Regions from separate parts of the Gossypium hirsutum genome. Here region 2 is linked to region 1. A link is a contact called in public Hi-C data. All regions are on one chromosome and are shown on one strand. The core of a region is the stretch at or near the end of the contact, and the rest is flanking DNA. Distances in the headings are between cores, read along the strand shown.

The links. Hi-C and Micro-C count contacts between places; a contact is called where the count stands out from the background.
Region 2: a Hi-C map of leaf shows a contact between it and region 1, with 4 times the contacts expected there. The contact joins two enhancer-like sites. A contact is called at or near these places in 2 of 34 Hi-C or Micro-C datasets (both in leaf).

What each region holds. Positions count from the first base shown.
Region 1 is chrA07:37,306,316-37,310,196 of Gossypium_hirsutum_v2.1, reverse strand. No RefSeq gene overlaps it. Among protein-coding and RNA genes, the nearest start is that of LOC121204232, 20 kb to the right of the region's middle. Within about 2 kb of position 1,881, at least 5 of the 9 cell types and tissues checked have an H3K27ac peak or open chromatin away from gene starts, as enhancers often do. A contact at or near this core is called in leaf, where this site is marked.
Region 2 is chrA07:37,387,516-37,391,396 of Gossypium_hirsutum_v2.1, reverse strand. No RefSeq gene overlaps it. Among protein-coding and RNA genes, the nearest start is that of LOC107952877, 10 kb to the left of the region's middle. Within about 2 kb of position 2,101, at least 7 of the 9 cell types and tissues checked have an H3K27ac peak or open chromatin away from gene starts, as enhancers often do. A contact at or near this core is called in leaf, where this site is marked.

The sequences.
Region 1 (3,881 bases), core at 632-3,131:
ATAATATTTTATATATAAATATTAAAGTGTAAAAATTAATTAGAGATAATATAGTGACGCATATTTTAGTTTTTATTTTTGAATATGTTAAATATAGATATTATTTTGTCAATAATTATAGATATTATTGTATTAACTCGATATGTTTATTTTTACATTTCTCTATATTTCTAAAAGTAAAAAGTATATTAGTCAATAAATAATTCGGTGACAAAGAATTTGTATTATTATTTAGTCTTCTATTAATACATAATTTTAAATTCAAACATGAAACAACTCTACCTCTCTTCCTATAAAAAATAATAAAAGAACAATGTAAATGAGTTAAGACTAAATCAATCAAGAAAATTACTTAAATAATTTTACATATTTACAAAAAAATATTTTATTATGAGAATATTTTTATTTTTTTCTTATTTGTTAAAAAATAGAAAATTTTCAAGTGTAAATAATATTTTTAAATATAAATTAATACATGATTATAAAATAAAAAATAACACAAATGCGATACAAATGTATAAAATTTTCATGATAAAAAATGAAAGAAAATAAAAAATAAAAAAATGATTTACCCAAATTACCCAAAAATAATTTAAAGATAATAATTAGTTTTCTAATGACTAACCTCAATTTATAATCTGAATAATCTCAAGCAAAAGGATAGCATTTAAAAATGACAAAATAATTTGTTAGAGTTTAATATTGTACAAAGTTTTGTCTTTAGTTTTTAAGAATTAAGTGTAGCCTTTAATTTTATTTATGTTGTTAGTTAAAAAAGTGAGAAATCCCATATTGTTTAGGAACAAACTGCAAATGGATTGAGTCTATATAGACCTATATCCCATGTCGTTTAAGAAAACAAGAAAAATGAGACTTAAAGTCTATATAAATACTTGTTTTATAAGTTTTATTTTCACAAGAGATGGCACCAAAATATTTCTAAAAAAGATACTGGGAGCAGAAAGTGCTTCTAGTTCGAAGTATTTTTCTATCAATACACTGAAAATACTTTCCTACAAATTCGTTAAAAATGCTTCTAATTGGAAATATTTTCATTATTTCGACCTAGCCCCGTAAGTTTTTTACAAAACAGCCTAATTCAATAATTAAAAGAAAAAGGAAAGTTTGTTTTAAAAAAAAAACCACTCGGAACACAATAATAAGGTTTGAATATTAGATTTCAAGAAAAAAGAAAATTTGAACCACTATTCTCAAGACCTTTAATTATAAAAATAAAAAATAACATTATTTTTTGTTGGGTTGTTAAAAGGAAGTGCATGTAATGATTCAACACCCCCCCCAAAGTCCTATCATTTATTGATTATTGTATGATTGTTTGAAAAAGTGATTTTAGATATCCCTAATCATATAAAAAGATCCAATGTTCCATTGCATCAGCCCATGTGCAATATTTAATTATCTGAATTTTATGGACAAAAAGGGATAATAAAGTAGCGAATATCTTATTTGTTGAAGGGGAAACCCTTAAAAAAGGAGAGCTGCCTGGGCACTTCAAATAATTTTATTATCAGACAAACAGAAAGGAAAATGATGGAGAGAATCTGCCAAGATTATACCCACTAATATTATTATTATTTAAAAAGAATCCTCTCACAAGTCAAACACTATTCATCAAACTCAAATGGAAATGGAGTTTGATTTTCTCTTTTTAGAAAACAAAGCGGTCATTTGAGAATAATAAATATTATGTTATATATAAAAAGATTATAAAATGAAGTTGGAGTTGGAGTTGTTTTCCTTTGTGGTTAAGTGTATGGACAAAGAGTTGAAAACAACGTTTCACTTGCATATTGCTTCATGGAAGGAGTGCAGCAAATCCCTTGGCTCCCCATTCTCCAGCTTTGCAGGGACCCCTCAAACACGTCCTTTTCATCTTTAATTACAGTTGGGGCCAACCCTCTTCTTCAGCGAGATGCATTGTGAAGGGGAGAGGAAAGACGAAAGTGGGACCCCTCAGCTTTGAATGCAACTACAAAAACCAGGCAGCTCTAATTAAGGCTACACTACCAACTGGCATGCAGTGCCAAAGCTCGGGCCAGTGTTAATGGAGGAAGCCGGTGCGGGGATGACTACTTTTCAAAGCTGTTTTTTGCATGCAGGATTGCAGGTTTTTTATCAGTCATGTAGAAGGTGGGGACCTTAACTCATTTGGCTTGATATGGGTTTTTGCAGGGTTCACGTGCACTGCGCGTGATCAGTTGGTAGATGGATTGTCCTTTGTGGGGGACTTGGCCAACAGTTCGGGAAGCCATTTCGGATTTTTATACCTACCTCTTGCTTCGCTATTTGCCATGAAGAAGATGGGCAGTTTTACTTCCATTTTTTCTTTATTAATTTGTTGGTTGGGGGGTTACTTTCGATTTTCAAAGATAGAATAACGTGTGATTCCAGAGTCAGTGACTCCATTGTTTTATCTATTGCAACTTAGTAATTCTATCACTTCAAAATGCAATAAATTTAGTTAGACCAAGAGAATATAATTTAGGATAAAATAAAGTTTGATTTCCCCATTCAAAACTTACAAAATCTCATTTAAATTTTTTTGTCACAAATTATTAAACGATTAACAGAAAGATTACATGACAACTTTTAAATTTAGTATATAATAAATTTAACTTTTAATATTTACAAATTATTTTAATTTATCCTTTTTTAAATAATTCAATTCACAATATGTAAATTAGAAATAATCACAAAGACATTTTTTTTTAAATTCTTATTATTAAATAAGATAATTAGAAATACATTGCTTTCCTTATACTTCAAATGGTAGAGAACATAATATCTCTCTATGATAATCAACTGATTTTTTGTTAGCTTGAGCTGATCACCGTTGATGAAGCAAATAAAAGTTTAAAAAAGAATTGAAGCAATTAGAATTATATTTGGGTTTACTTAACGTAGTGAGTACTTTTTATTGTCATAAAATTGAATCGGGAATTTATTGAAAATTGGGTTGTTTTGTTTATTGTTGTTGTTTTTTTATTTTATCATGGAGTCAAACACATGGACAATGTTGCGAAAGGATGAAGTGACAACACTCTAATTGTAACACCCCTCGTCCTACCTGATCGTCGAGTATGAGTTATAGAATGTTACAATCATTTCCGGAGCAACTACTGACGAAAACATTGAAAATAAACCATTTAAACATACAAATATTTCATAATTATAGTCATTATATGATAAAGAGACTTTACCGAGACTCAATCACACATACGAAAACTTAATTGTTAGTTTGAACATGAAATAGGGCCAAATTGAAAATTTTCAAAATTTTAGAATAGGTAACGATACCTCTAAAAGGCATCGATACCAAATTTAATTTCGGTGTTTGGAAAATTCATCCTCAAATCAACAAGTATTGATATCATATTCTAGTATTGATACCGTTTTATGATTCTATTTATTTTGTAAAAGCTTATCAAAATACTAGTGTTTTGATACTCGTGTAAAGTATCGGTACCTTGATGTCGAGTTTTGATACTTTAGTCCAGTATCGACATTGTTTTGACATTTTGTTTGTTTGAAAACTGATTGAAAATTGCTAAGAATCGATACCTTTACTAGGGTATCGATACTTTAAAGCCAATGTGTCAAAAACGTTCATTTTGGTGCCCATTTCTTGCTCAAACTAGAAAGTATTCAATAGGTGCCTTAAAGGACACATAAAAACCTGCATAAAACACTCCGAAATGCATTCCATTTCATCATTTAATCTATGACAAAATCAATCAAATCATCTTGCCTTAATTTGGTACAAAAAAAGAATCTCAAACAACTTAGCAAAAGTACCAACTTATCTATCATGCTTTCAACCATTCAAACAACATTAACCATACCATTTTCGTGATCAAATC
Region 2 (3,881 bases), core at 852-3,351, 81 kb before region 1:
TGTTAAAAGAGATGGAGAAGGGAGGGAAACAGATGGAGAAGCAGAAGAGAATGAAAAAAAAAAATTAAAAGAACATAAAAGAAAAAAATTTAAATTTCTCAAAATGAAAAAATATGGGAACCAATTGTATAATTTAACCTAATTTTTTTGCTTGAAATGATGATTTAACGTGCCACGTTAGCTTATCGTTACACAGTTAAATGTAATTAATGACTCAGTAACTAAAATTTTACAACACGTTAATGTAAGTGACTAAAATGTAACATTTTAAACATAAGTGACTAAAATGTAACCAGAGGTAAACAAAAGTGACTATTTTAGTAGTTTACCCTTATTTCAAAGTAGTCAATAAATTTTAAAATTTTTTAAAAAATATTTAAAATATGTGTTTTAATAAATTAAAAAATTAAGTTCAAGTTATAAATATAAAAGTGAAATATTTAAAGGACAATGTTAACCCTATGTTTGGATTAAAAGTAGAAAAAAAGTGAAAAGCTAAATAAATTAAGAATTACTTATTATTTTGTTTAGATAGTTAAAATTAGTGAAAGAAAGAAAAATTAAATAATTTTAATCATTTTTATTTAGATAAACGTGGAAAGGAAATGATTCATTATGATAATATCTTTACAAATTATAACCTTTTCTTTATAAATCTATTTATAAAAGAAAGAGAGGACAAAAAAAATCATTTTACATCGTAAAATTTACTTTCCTTTCTTTAGCTTTCTCCCCAAAATTGGGGTAAATAAAAAATAAGGGAAAGCAATGGATACTCAATTTTTTATGGCAATTATAGTGAGAACTTTTAAAACGATTTTAGCTATTAGATTAAAATAAATGGCTCTAAGCTTTAGATTTTGTGTTTAACATACCTTTTTTTTTTAAAGAAACTGGGCTTGTATTATACAGAACAAAAAAAAGGAGGTCCAGTACAAGATAAATAGAAACCAAGCAAGACAAAAAATGAAAACCAACCAGATCAAATCCTAAAAAAGCCCAATACATGGCCCACGCAACAAATGAAAACCCTAACAAACGGAGGTGATCAGATATCAAAAAGCTGAATGGCAGCAGAAACAGTTGGAAACCAAAAGATCTATCGAGAAAGAAAACTAGAAAGGCTAACACACAAACTACAAGCACAAAGAGAAATAGTGGCGATCCAAACAAGGGCACAGAGGCATCGCCGGAGCAAAGAGAAATCTTCCTAAAAACCAACCCCAAACCCCTAAACACTCCCAAAAGAAACAACAAAAAACCCACGAAAAGCGCCCCCACCCCTCTCCATTGCCCGTAAAACACCTCACAAACTCGAGAGATGATCACGCTTTACCACCCGTTTCATAAAATCGAGAACACTTCTGCACATATAGGAGCCCATCCCTACTTTCAAGCCTTCTTTAGCCAACAAATTAGCCATAGTATTACCCACGTGAAGGACATGTTGAAAGTCACACTTGCGAAAATATCCTGCCTAACATTTCATATCTTGGATATAAGCGTCGAGGATCGATAGATCAGGTCGGGAAGATTGGACCTTACAAAGTACCGTGAGGGAGTCGCCTTCAACAATCACATATGGGAACCAAGAGCCAGGCCTAAGTGGACCACATGAAGACAAGTAGTGGGAAGAGCTACAAAAGCCGAAGGTATGTGTTTACAGACCAGTGTGTGTGAACCCAATACAATCCCATGTTTATTTCTGATAACAACTCTCGCGCAAGATGTCTTAGAAGGGGAATGAAAATCCGTCATCAAAGTTGCTTTTCAAACAGCATCTATTTGGGGGTTGCCACCGCTCAACCCCAATCAGGCGCCTAGGAAGCTTCACCTGTGCCATATCTAATTCTAGAAGGTAAGTCTCAACCTGTTGAATTAAAACATGCATTTGTATAATGACATTTTTGTATACACGACGATGTTGAGCATTCCAGATAAACCATAACGCACACACAACTTTCTTGGAAATTGTAATAGGGTAAACTTGAATGATGTAAAATAACCAGTTCTGCAAGCATGCCTCCAAAAGCTCACTAGGCTAAGTTATGTGCCGGTCCACCCATATACCAACAACAGAGGGACAGTCACAAAAGATGTTCTTTAAAGTTTTAGCAGCAGCTGAGCATTGAGCGCAACAAGCATTAAAGGGCAGCTGTTGGTTGTACAGATTAGAGAAACTAGGGATGAAATTATGGAATATACGCCATGTTGTAAATCTTTTTGATTAAAAATACTAGGTTGTATTAAAAACAAGAATCCAACAAGAAAAGCCCAAAAAACTAAACAAAGCCCAATTCAAAAACAAAACTAAAAACAGTACCAAAAAAGAAACCAAAGCAAACTAAACGTTAAAAAATGGAAAAAAAAACATAACAAAAGCAACAACAACCCAGCCTCATGAGCGGTCATCTTCTAGAGAATTTTAAAAATATCTGCACCTCAACAAACAAGCTCCTGGAGAAGACAAACTGATGAAATTATAATCGATTCAATTTCTTCTCACAAACCACACATTCATTTTAGAACTTGACTAGGTTACGGATTTCATCTTTATCCACGATCTATTTCTGATTCAGTGATTTCCTGACCAACATATCCATTAACAAGGTACGTATTTCTCCCCATTTTTAAACCTTCAGTTGCCAAACAATGAGCAAATTCGTTTGCTAGTCGTCTCGCATGTTAAAACTTACAGCCATGAAAAACCTCACTCAAATTTTTAACATCATGAATATAAAGTCCTATTGTTGATTTGTGCCTCTTAGTATTTTGAACTTTCTTGATTACCGTCAAAGAATAACCTTCAATCACAACATGCATAATCCCTAAATCTCTATCCACAATAACTGCTTGTAAACAAGCAGTGGCTTTAGCTGCAAAAACTAAAGGTATATTCTCGTGAACCGTCGTATTAGAAACTAAAATATCTCCTTTAAAATTTCTGACTATGATTTCTAAGCAGGATCTGTTTTCCTTGATATCAAAAGTAGTATCAAAATTGATTTTAAAGAACCCTTGCTGCGGTGGTCTCCATCTATCAGAGTCTGGGCTTAAGGCAAGACTCTTTCTATCAAGCTTTATTAATTCATGAATATAATGCTTAATGAACTTCGTTGTCTCTGCTCTAGATTTCTTTTGCCCCTCATGAATCCATTGATTTCTACTAGTCCAGATAGCCCAAATGGCACAAACAAATATTCGGCACACATCCACCCTACTGTTTAGCAAAACCCAGGTAAACCAATCCATAAACTCAAGTTGTGACGTTTCTTATAACCAGACATAATCTAAATTTTCCCATGTCTCCTTTGTAATAGAACAATCATGAAAAAAGTGTTCCCTTGTTTCCAACCCTTGTATATATCTTGGGTAAACAACCTCAGTAGTTAATCTCTTTGGTCGAAGATTCACTAAAGTAGGAAGATAATTAAAAGTAGTTTTCCAAGTTGTAATTTTTATTTTAGAAGGAAGATCAAGGTTCCAAATTTTCTTTTAGCATTTTGTATTGTCAATCGGGTTGTAATTATTTGGGTTATTAAAATTACCTTGTAAAAGTAACTTGTAACCGCTATGCACCGTGAACTCATCCATCAACTCGCCCCTCCACACTAGAAAATCATTTACACAATATAGAAAACGTGGGAATAACCTGCAAGACACTCTTAATAAAGACCTCTTTTCCACCTTGAAACAAAGGTTATATACACCAATTTTCAATCTTATTGCACAATCGGTCTTTTAAATGTTGAAACACCCTCTTTTTATTTCTCCCAATGATATTTGACAAACCCAAATACCTTTCTAGCTCAGTAGAAATACGGACCCTCAAAGAGGTCACAATCTGCACCCCAAGGGACTCCTCAACATTAGAGCTAAAA